3 separate regions of the Oryctolagus cuniculus genome follow, and all the other regions are linked to region 2. A link is a contact called in public Micro-C data. All regions are on one chromosome and are shown on one strand. Each heading gives the region's core, a stretch centred on a gene start, on an enhancer-like site or on the middle of the called end of the contact. The rest is flanking DNA. Distances are from core to core; before and after follow the strand shown.

Evidence for each region. Hi-C and Micro-C count contacts between places; a contact is called where the count stands out from the background.
Region 1: a contact with region 2 is called in a Micro-C map of ear pinna, with 10 times the contacts expected there. The contact joins the enhancer-like site here to the promoter of STAG1 in region 2. A contact is called at or near these places in 2 of 6 Hi-C or Micro-C datasets (ear pinna and an unstated tissue).
Region 3: a contact with region 2 is called in a Micro-C map of ear pinna, with 9 times the contacts expected there. The contact joins the promoter of MSL2 here to the promoter of STAG1 in region 2. A contact is called at or near these places in 3 of 6 Hi-C or Micro-C datasets (ear pinna, psoas muscle and an unstated tissue).

The regions. Positions count from the first base shown.
Region 1 is chr4:145,293,647-145,297,335 of mOryCun1.1, reverse strand. It overlaps PCCB (propionyl-CoA carboxylase subunit beta), which reads left to right. Exons shown (of 15, transcript XM_051859006.2): 9 at 1,577-1,658. Among named protein-coding and RNA genes, the nearest start is that of PCCB, 37 kb to the left of the region's middle. Within about 2 kb of position 2,200, at least 2 of the 8 cell types and tissues checked have an H3K27ac peak or open chromatin away from gene starts, as enhancers often do.
Region 2 is chr4:144,872,669-144,876,482 of mOryCun1.1, reverse strand. STAG1 (STAG1 cohesin complex component) reads right to left here and starts at 2,504. Exons shown (of 35, transcript XM_070072781.1): 1 at 2,105-2,504.
Region 3 is chr4:145,377,404-145,381,164 of mOryCun1.1, reverse strand. It overlaps MSL2 (MSL complex subunit 2), which reads right to left and starts at 1,414. Exons shown (of 4, transcript XM_070072787.1): 1 at 1,112-1,414.

The DNA of each region.
Region 1 (3,689 bases), core at 951-3,450, 420 kb before region 2:
GAAAAGTGTGGCAGGACTTTCTTCACCATACAGGGCTGTGCCCAGTACAGAGAAAGCTGTCCGTGAGATTGGGCTTTTTGGGGCCCCAAGGCCAAACCCCAGCCCGAGTGCCCCTCTCAGGATCAGAGTAGCCCTGGCCACCCACACGAGTTGGGAAGGGACAGGAGCCTGTTGGAGAGTGGTGACCGATGCCGCGTCGTCCTGCAGGTAGGAGCGGGCTCTGGCCTAGCCTCCCTCCCGAACCTCTTGGACACAGCATGGCGGGAGTGTTGGGGGCCGTGCACACTGCCTGGCCCACAGTGACTCCGCCCGGGGCTGCAGCTTTGCTCCTTAGAGGCGCTCCAGCAGGCCAGCCTCGCAGCAGGGGGTGGGGACGCCCAGCGGTTTCTGCAGAGCTCTGACTTGGCGTTTTTGAGTTCTTGTTCATTAATTTTTCATGTTTTTTTGTTATTATTTATTTATTTATTTATTTTTAAAAAATTTTTTGCCAGGCAGTGTTAGACAGTGAGAGAGAGAGACAGAAAGAGTTATAGACAGTGAGAGAAAGACAGAGAGAGAGGTCTTCCTTCCGTTGGTTCACCCCAAGATGGTCACCATGGTGGGCACACTATGCTGATCCAAAGCCAGGAGCCAGGTACTTCCTCCCGGTCTCCCATGCAGGTGCAGGGACCCAAGTACTTGGGCCATCCTCCACTGCACTCCCGGACCACAGCAGAGAGCTGGACTGGAAGAGGAGCAACTGGGACAGAATCCGGCGCCCCAGCTGAGACTAGAACCTGGGGTGCTGGCACCGCAGTGGAGAATTAGCTAAGTGAGCCATGGTGCCGGCCCATGGTTTTTTTTTTTTTTTTTTTTTTAATTTTATTTATTTATTTGAGAGATGGAGTTACAGAGAGAGAGGGAGAGGCAGAGAGAAAAGTCTTACATCTGCTGGTTCATTCCTGAAATAGCCACAATGGCCGGAGCTGAGCCTATCTGAAGCCAGTAGCCAGGAGCCTCTTCCTGTCTCCCACGTGGGTGCAGGGGCCCGAGGACTTGGACCATCCTCTGTTGCTTTCCCAGGCCATTGCAGAGAGCTGCATCAGAAGTGGAGCAGTCAGGATTCAAACTGGTACCCAAATGGGATGCTGGTGCCACAGGCAGAGACTTAGCCTACTATGCCACAGCACTGGCCCCAGTTTTTCATGTTTTACGGAGTTGGATTGGGATCATCCATGGCCATGTCTCCATGTCTTGTTCATTACAATGTCCTTTAGCATCCCGTACAGTCTCTAAAATGTAGGAAGTAGTCAGAGAGAATCAGTGAAGATAATCCAGAGAACAAGCTCACTTTTTCTTTCAAAGGAAACTGGAAATCTTTGGGATTGGGATTGGGATTGGGCTCGGGCTCAGGTGCAGCTTAATGCGGTGGTCACAAAGGAATGATTCCCTGGTAGGAGTGCTTTGCAAATCCATCAGTGCACAACTTTCCCAGTTCCCATGAGATGAGTCTCCGCCATTTCGGTTCCCACCCCCACCCCCAGCAGGTAACTGGCTCTTCCCTTGTTGACTCCGTCTGCCTCTTTTCTACCTAAAGTGACCGCCTGGTTCCTGAGCTTGACACAGTTGTCCCTTTGGAATCTACCAAGGCCTACGACATGGTGGACATCGTACATTCCGTAAGTGCCACAGTTCCCTGTCGTGTTTGTCCTCGTGCAGCCATTCACGGGCCCCCAGGTCCTGATGCCAGGCCACACAGGTGGGACACGGGGGGGCACACAGGACCAGAGGCCACCAGGAAGTGTGTTCTGGGAAGAGCTCAGGGTTCACCTGGACTGAGGGGCTGGACGGAGGAGGAGACAGTGGGCCAGTAGAGCTTAGGGGTCCCTAGAAGACACTGGGGTCCACAGATTAGGGACCATGTCCTGGGAGTCTAGAGTGAGGCCAGGGTGACCTTCGGTGGCTTCCTCTGTTGAGGGCTTTAAGCCCAGAGGTCGTTTTGTCTTTCTGGAGGAAGAGGACACAGGGCATTTTGTGAGGGGGTCAGGGTGTGTGTTTGTGTTTTTGTGTTTATGTGCACACACACATGGGTATCCAATAGGATAGGAGCCATTTGAATTCATTTCGTGGTGCAGCAGGTTCCTGGACACTATTAGGCAAACTGCGGAGGTCTGTAGATGGCCATTGTCTTTCTTTAGGTCCAGAAAAGCGCTTGTGAATAAGGCGAAAGGTGCATCACGTAAATTTTTATCACCAATATCCCTGCAAAGCCCTGTCCCTGTTCGAAGGCTTCAGCCATCCATGCAGATGTTGCCCATGGGGCCTGTGGCTGCCAGAGGAGAGCCCCAGAGCGCCATTCCTGCCCTAGTCAGACCCTCAGTGTGCCTCTCTGGGCTTCGGTTGAATTTGGTAAATTCTTTGTCCTACGGGCAAAGCACTTTGTTCTTTCTGAGTTTTCCTACAACCGGACTCCACCCCAACCTCATTCTCCATTTCCCGCTCTGATCAGATGACTTGGCCATTTCCTTCCTGGAGACAACCCAGACAGGGATTCCTCATTCCTCAGCGAGAGGAACAGGCTCCCCCCTTCCCCACCACCCTCCCCAAATCCGGCCATTAACCAAACTGCACTTTGCTCTACTGACAGAAGAGGGTGCTCTTGAACTAGGAATCTTGTTCACTCTCAGAAACTGCCAACCTCGTCCACAAAATGCAGAGATACAAGTAGTTTTCATTTATATCCAGCTACTAGAATAAGAGAACAAAAATCGAGAATGAAACATTTGAGTGGCTGAAATGCCCTTCCGTGTAGAAGTACATTGTGAAGCAGGTGGTCTCTCCTCGCCTCAGGTTACGAAAGTAAAAACATTCACAGACTAATGACAGAATGTAGAGAAGACAGGAGGAAGTAGTGAGAGGTGACTGAATTAAGAAAATGAAAGGGGAGATGATCATATCAGAAATGATGATTATAAGGTGTGCAATGGATAAGGTATTTGAGTTAAAACTTAATTAGGAGCACTGAAGAGATGTGGGGGAATAACCAAAATAAAAATATTATGAGAAACCCCATAAATATGTACAATTATTATGTCAATAAAAACAAATAATCTAAATATAAAAAAACATGAGAAAGTAAAAGTAGACTTTGTGTTCTCCTCAAAAAAAAAAAAAAAAAACCTCAGACAATGGATATTCAATAGATTGAATCATTGCACACTACACACAGACACCCAAGCACCATGTTGTATCTTTTGTATATGCAACTTTAAGTTGCCGACTAAAAATTAAATGAAAATACATCTAATAAAAATGATTAGTTAAAACAAGTATCAGAAAAGAGTGAGGTATAATGGGAGAGAGGCAAAGAAGACTAAAAAGTATATAATTGGAGTGTTAGAAAAAGAAAAATTACTGAGGCGGAATTAATATTTAAAGCTGTAATCCAAGAAACCATTCCAAAATAAAGTAAGACCCAGGTCTATATAATGAGCACACAGGAAAAGTGACCCAGAATGATCAAACTTGAGAAGATACCCAAATATAACTATCAGGTTTTTCAATGACACAGAAATATCCAGGATGTGCAGGTAAAAAGATCAAGTAACTCACAAGGTCATCAGGCGTCTTTAGAAGAAACACAGAAAATGAGGCATCAAGAAAAGCCCATTGAAGAGGATCAAGTGTGGTCTGCAACCAAGGATTTTATG
Region 2 (3,814 bases), core at 1,255-3,754:
AAAACCTTAATCCAAATACCTGGATTCAATACCCAGCTCTGGGCTCCAACTTCCTGCTAATTGCTATCGTGCATGCGAGGAGGCAGCATGTGATGGCTCAGTTGGGTTTCTACCATCCACCTGAGAAACCTGGATTGAGTTCCCAGGTCCCAGCCTGACTCAGCCTTCCTCTTAAATTTGTTTCTTAAAGTAAAATGAATAGTTTTCCGCTCTGAAGTAATTTGTAAAAATTAACTACTGGTTGAAGCAGGTGTGTCTGGACGGTTGGGAAACCAGCATCCCACATTAGAGGGAGTGCCTGGTGGAGTATGGCTCTGCTCTGGAATGCAGTTTCCTCCTAGCACACACCCTCCAAGGCAACACGCAGATGATGCTCATGTTTGTGGGTTCCCGACCCCCCCCCCCGTGGGACACCTGAGACTGAGTTCTCAGCTCCTGACTTGGTCCTGATATAGCCCCAACTGTTGTGAGTACATCAAGAGAGTGAACCAGTAGATGGAAGATCTCTTGCTCAACCTCTCTCTCAATATGTAAATAAATAAATGGCGGATCACTTGAATAAATTTAGTTTACCTAGAGTACATTTTGGAAATTGAAAGCAAAAAAGCAAAACCAAAAAAATACAGCAAAACACCTGTTAGTTTTCTAGAACTTTATTTAGATAACAGGGAATTTCTGTTGTAAGTATTCTCTAAAATAAAAAGAAAATATTTGTAGTTTTCAGTATTTCCTTCCTTGATCAAAAATTTTAATCTGAATTCTTCAGACACTATAAATATGAGAACACAGAACAAAGTATAATACAATAAACAAGTTGTTTTCCTTTTCACTGTTCTGCATATGTCCCTAAGTGCTTCACCTTCAGAATTTCCTATTTTCTTGAAACACACACAAGGAAGACTAAAACTAAAAAAGCCATATTCAAATCCATGTAAGTTACAAATCATACAACTTATGCCAATTCAGACACTTTTTCAAACACTATTTTGTGTAAGACACAAAATTTAGTCTTCTCTAGTCACAACTACGAAAAATAAACTACATCATTTTAACGCCAACTTAACAGCAAATAATTCGCTACCTTAAAACCACATTGTTTTGAATCTACACGCTTCCAAAACCATCCCATGACTTCTATGCCCGGGGCAGGACTCCCTGCCTGGTGAGGAGAATCGGTAACACTCCAATTGTGGATAGATGGGGTGAGACGATAATCCTAAAATCCGAGAATTTCTTAGTCCAATAGAGCACACAAGAAACACCCAACGAAGGCCTTCCGAACGAGGCTCGGGTCCAACTCCAGGCACTCCAGTTTCCCCGCTCTTCACCCCGCCCCCACCCCGAGTAAAGGAGGGAAAACAACTTTTATTGGCCTCGTCTCCCCGGGGACTGGCAAACTAGCGGGGCAGAGCTCGGGCCTGGACACGTTTCTCCGGGAGGCCCCCGTCGGGGGCGGGGAAGGCAGATAGCGGGAAAGCCCGGCTCCGACGCCCGTCTGCTCCGGCCGGTGGCCCCCCTGCCCCACCCCACCACCAAGAGGCCCGGGCCAGCCACCAACACCGAGCGACCCCCCAGGCCCCTCCGCGGAGGCTCGCTCGCTGTCATGTGACGCCGCCGCCGCTACAACACCGCAGAAACGCAGGGCGCCGGGCGGCGGAAGGCGTTCGTGCCAGCCCGCCTCGGCCCGGCCCCGCCGGGCGCGGGCGAGTCCCGAGAGCCCGGGCGGGGGGGAGCGGAGGGCGGGCTTGGCGGCGGGCCCGAGCGCGCCACAAAGGCTTCCGCGCCTGTCGCCGTAGTGCCCCGGCGGGCGGGGGCACGGTTTTCGGGGCCCGCGGGAGGGGTGGGGAGCGGACCGGGGTGCCCGCCGCACCCACGGCCGCCTCCCCGCGTTCTCGGACGGCCCGCGGCCGCCGGGCCCCGCAACAGGCCCCGCGCGGCCTCCCTCCCCCGCGCGGGGCCCGCGCCCGGCCCGCCCGCGCCCCGCTCGCGCTCTCTGGCTCTCGCCGGCCTCCATCTTGGATCGGCGCTTCCAGCCCCCGCGCCGCTGCCGCCGCATTCCCCCTCTTTCCCGCCCCCCGCCGCCGTCGCCGCCGCCCGCACTCACCTCAGCTGCCCATCCGGGCGCCGCCGGCCGTCGACCTAGTTTCCCCCCAAAAGTCTCCGGTGTGTTATTCCCGATGTGGGGGGGTTGTTACGGGGTGGTCGCCGGGGGTTCGGGAGCGGGGGCCGCGCCTTCAACGGAGCTGCAATCCTAACCCGCCATCTGGTGGCATTTTCCACACGCCAATGGCGCCGCTGCAGACTTGGGTCCGGACCGCCCTCTGCTGGCCGCGGTGCTCACTGCCTCGCTGACGGGACGGGCCTGCCCGGAAAAGGGAGGGAGCTGAGGCGCGAGCTGGGGGCCGCGGCGGGGGCGCGCTCGAACGCTTTCCTGTGGGGATTGCGCGCACGCGCGCCAGCGGGGCGGGAAACGTGGCCGCTGCGTGGCGGCTCCGCCCCCGCACGGAGCGCTCGCCTGGCTCAGCCAATGGCGAGCAGCGGATGCCCCTGGATGAGGGCGCTGTGGTCGATTCGAGGGCTGCCCAAGGCGGGCGGAAGGACGGCCACGGCGCGCCTGCGCGTTAGCGGCTCCGAGCGGTCGCCCGCCATTTTTGGAGCCTGTCGGACACCTGGGAAAGAGCCCGCCCCCTGATGCCTTCACCAAGCAACACCCCCATCCGTCGCCGGCCCCCGCCCCAGGTCGCGCCGCGGACGCTGTCCTCCGGCCCCGCCCTGCTGCTGCCCCCGCCCCCCGCCCACGAGGCGAGCTGCGAAGCGGGCGGGAGTGTCTCCCGCGTTTAACTAGGGCCTCGGCGGCTGGCATTGTACGGGCAGTTTCTTGTTGACGAGGTGCTTTTCCCGCGCTAGAGTGGAAAGGTCTCGGGAGCCGCTGGGGACTTCCCTCGTCGCGGATCGAGACTGAGCACTGCCTGCTGCAGGCCGATTGGCGTCGTGCTGCCACTGTAAAGCAGCTCGGCTCCGTGGTGGCGGCTTTGCATAAGGCGGCAGCATTGGCTAGTTAGTGAGAAGGGAAAATACAGACTCAGCTTGGAATTTGGCTTCTCCTCCCACAGCCTTTGGACAACGCTCAGTGGCTCCGAAAGGGAAATAATTACTAACATGACCAAACTGTTCTGTAGAATCTCACCTCTTCCCCACTCTTCTTCCTCTTGAGACAGGGACCCCTGCCATACACCTGCTCCTAACTCTTTCCTGCAAAAGTGAATCCTTACTTTCCTGGGTTGTCAGTCCCATGTGTAACTCTATTGCCATGACCACCTTTATGTCAGTATTACCTGAACAGGTTACCCCTGAGGGTATTTCTTGTTTCTCTCCCAGGGGTCGCAAGTTGTTTGGCTTTTCACTGGAGGTAGTCACAATCAACCAGACTGGGTCAGAATTGAGGGCTAGATGGATGTATAGATATTTTCAAACTGTGATGGACTTCCTAATATATATATATATTTTTTTTTTTTTTTGACAGGCAGAGTGGACAGAGAGACAGAGAGAAAGGTCTTCCTTTGCCGTTGGTTCACCCTCCAATGGCCGCCGTGGCCGGCGCGCTGCGGCCGGCGCACCATGCTGATCCGAAGCCAGGAGCCAGGTACTTATCCTGGTCTCCCATGGGGTGCAGGGCCCAAGCACTTGGGCCATCCTCCACTGCACTCCCGGGCCACAGCAGAGAGCTGGCCTGGAAGAGGGGCAACCGGGACAGAATCCGGTGCCCCAACCGGGACTAGAACCCGGTGTGCCGGCGCCGCAAGACGGAGGATTA
Region 3 (3,761 bases), core at 165-2,664, 510 kb before region 2:
ACGCGGTGGAGCTGGCGTGCGCGGGAGCAGGCCCGGGCCCGGTCCGGGAGGCTGCACGCTTCTCGCCGGCTGCGAGCCCCCCTACTCCATCACAGCGCCCGGCGCGGAGGCGGCAGCGGCGGCGACAGGGACGCGCGCGGGGCTCGGGCGTCGGCCTCCCGGATCTAGTGCAGGAAGCCGCGGCGGCGGCCGAGGGTGCTGCTGCGGCCGGCGGCGGCCCCCGCCGCTCTCTCCATATCGGACTCGGGGCCCAGGCTGCGCGCTGGCTCTCCGCCCCGAAGGCTGCAGTCCGCGGTTCCCTGAAGTGGCGAGGCGGGCGGGCAGAGTTCCCCCACCCGAGCGGGGAGGGCCGGGGAGGAAGTGCGCGGGCCGCCGCCGCCGCCGGCGGGCGGGAGGGGGCGGGGAGCAGGCCCGGCCGGGCCGCCGCGGCGCCCCGAGCTCCTCAGTCGCACACTCCGGGGTCACCAGGCGCAAGCGCCGCCCCCTCACAGCCCGGCCATCTTTGCCGCCCGCGCAGAGACAACTCCTCCGCCAAAGCGCGACGGGCCTCCGCCGCCGCCGCCCGCCCGGGCGAGCGCTCGCAGCGCCAGGCCCCGCCGCCGCCCAGCGCACAGCAAGGCCCCGCCGCAGGCCCCTCCCCGTGCCTCGCCGCCCTCACCCGGCTCCGCGCGCCACGCTAACTCGGCAGGGCCCAGACTGCTGCGGCCTGAATGGATCCCGCGGGCCGTGCGGCGCCTCAGGCCCTGCCGGAGACGACGACCGTTACCCCAACGGGCAAAGCCACTGTCATCCCCGAGACTCCCCCGCCGCCGTCGTCGCTAGCGCTCGCACGCATGCGCAGAGCGCCCTCTCTCCCCTCCCCCCGCCCTTTCCTTTCCCTTCCCTTCCCTTTTCCCCTGCTTCTCCGAGAGCCCCCTCCACACCCTCTCAGCGCTACCGGCTCGCTCGGCACATGCGCACTCTGCCACCCGGCTCCGCCGCCTTTGGCCCTTACGCGTGCGCTTTGACCGCCCACCCAGAAAACCGGATAAACACATTAGCCCGCGCACGCCGGCCCCTCCCCGCTGCCAACCCACCCGGACGCACTGCGCATGCCTGGCTGTGCACTTACGGCGCTCGGAGCGGAACTCGCTCTCGGCGAGCCGCCCGCTCTCGCCGCCCCTCCCCCATGTGCTCTCAAATTCCCTCTCCCGGGCCTGTGGGCTGTGGTGAAGTCTTCGCTAGCTACCCGTCCTTGCCCCCAGCGTGGGCTGCGGGCTTCCCGCATGCCACTGCCTCGGCGCCCGCCGACGCTGAGGCCAGCTTGGGGCGCGCCATGTGGCGCTCCGCACCGGCCCCCGCGCGGCCCGCCCGCGTCCTGACTGACCGCGGCGTGAGGAAACAGCCGCGCCCGGCCCCAGGCCCCGCCTCCGCGGCCTGGCTCGCGGGACCGCGCGTCCCGACCCCGAAGGGCGCTGCCTCGGCCGCCGGGCCCTCCCCGGGCCGGCCGGGCGGCCGTCAACGTGGCTGCGCGCCCAGCGGGCGGCGTCTCCGCCCCTCGGCGGCCCCTCCGCGGCCTCTGCTCCCGGGGGTCTGACGAGAGTTCCAGGGGCGTCGGCCGGGCCCGCCGCGAACTCGTGCGGAAAGGGTCCGCCTCAGACACAAAATCCTGTGTTTTGGGTTTTTTTTTTAGCTCTTGAGAGACCTAGCTCTTCGCTATGAACGAATATAAGAATGCATAGTCTTCCTTTCACAGGAGCCCAAGTCCTTGGAATTCTGGACTTTAATAAAACAAACTTATGTTTCTGTAGAAGACCAGGGATATAAATAAAAGTAATTTAACTGATGATTCTGTCCTCTCCCCCACCCCCGCCCCCGCTTCAGAATACAGAATCTTTTGTGACTGCACAAACAGAAACAGACCATTTCGTATCCCTGGACACCAAAACTCTTCAACATAATTTATTGCACATAGCGGATGCTCTCCACGTGTTTGCAAAGCGGAACTGATGTGTGTCAATCTCTCGTGGCACATGCTCTGCATATACGTGGCACATGTAAATGTACATGTTAATTTTAGGGGCTTGCCACTTAGCGTAGACATGAATAGTTAAGCTGTCAAGGAACACATAAAACCTCTTTGATATATAATTTTTATTACCATTTGAAGGCAGGTTTTTTGGACCCGGCATATTATCAACATTTAAAAAATTAAGCTGTAAGAATCTAACTTCCTAATTTTATCAGCAAGGCAGAATAATCAAAGGTATGAGATAGGTATTTGGTAGATTTGTGTTTGGAAAATAACAAGTATTCTAAAAGTCTCTCTCTAGGTGCTGAAAAAACTCCCATCCTCCGGTTCACTCCACAAATGCTAGCAGTGGCCCCAGGCAGGACCCCCCAAAACTGGGAACCAGGAACACATTCCAGGTCTCCCAAGGGAGTGGCAGGAACCTAATTACCTGAACTATCATTGCTACCTCCAAGGGTCTGCACCAGCAATAAGGTGGAGTCAGGACCAGGAGCAAGCATTGAACTGAGGCACTGGGTATTTGTGTCTTTGTGTGGGTATATATTTGTTTTAAGATTTACTTATTTGCAAGGCAGAGTTACAGGGAGAGAGAGAGAGAGATCTTCCCATTCACTGGTTCTTTTCCCAAATGGCTAGAACTGGGCCAGGCCCAAGCCAGGAGCCAGGAGCTTCTTCCAGGTCTTCTATGTGCAGGGGCCCAAGCACAAGGGCCATCCTCCGCTGGTTTCCCAGGCACATTAGCAGGGAGGTAGATGGAAAGTAGAACTTTAGGGCCGGTGCCGCAGCTCAATAGGCTAATCCTCCGCCTGTGGTGCCGGCACTCTGGGTTCTAGTCCCGGTCACTCCTCTTCCAGTCCAGCTCTCTACTGTGGCCCAGGAGTGCAGTGGAGGATGACCCAAGTGCTTGGGCCCTGCACCCACATGGGAGACCAGGAGAGGCACCTGGCTCCTGCCTTCGGATCAGCGTGGTGCGCTGGCCGCGGCAGCCATTCACGCAGCGGCCATTGGGAGTGAACCAACAGAAAAAAAAGGAAGACCTTTCTCTGTCTCTCTCTTACTGTCCACTCTGCCTGTCAAAAAAAAAAAAAAAAGTAGAACTCTATTCTGACATCATGCGTCGGTGTGGCTGGTGGCAGTTTAACCCAGTAGGCAACAACCCTGGCTCCTCCTTGGGCATTTTTAAACACTCCACCTGGAGAGTGGGCCCTTAGCCACATGCCACATCGGAATACCTGAGTTTGATTCCCACGTATGCTGCTAACTCCAGCTTCCTGCTAATGCAAACCCAGGAGGCAGCTGTGGTGACTCAGTAGATGAGGTTCCTGCCACCACGGTGGGAGACCCAGATTGGGTTCTGGCTCCTGTGACCCTGGGTTGCAGGCAGGGAGTGAGTGAGGGACTGAAACAGTAGGGGGGAGCTGATTCTCTGTCTCAAATAAATAAGTAAAACATCAGCCAATATTCTTTGGATAAGAAATCTCACTTTTAAATAAAACTGTGACAGGATTCTATTTTTATACTAAACTCTAAGGTCATCTCTCACAATACACAAGTTGGTCTACACCCCAACAGCATCACAGAGTAAAATAATCAGCACTGTTTTTCATTCAAACATCATAAATTAGCAATCACCCTCAGCAAGTGATTATTTGTAAGGCATTAACCTTGCTGATTTTCTCATAAATGGCTTCTTAAAATATCTCTTGAAATGTGGACACCCAAAATTATGATTAATTCTATTCATGGGGGG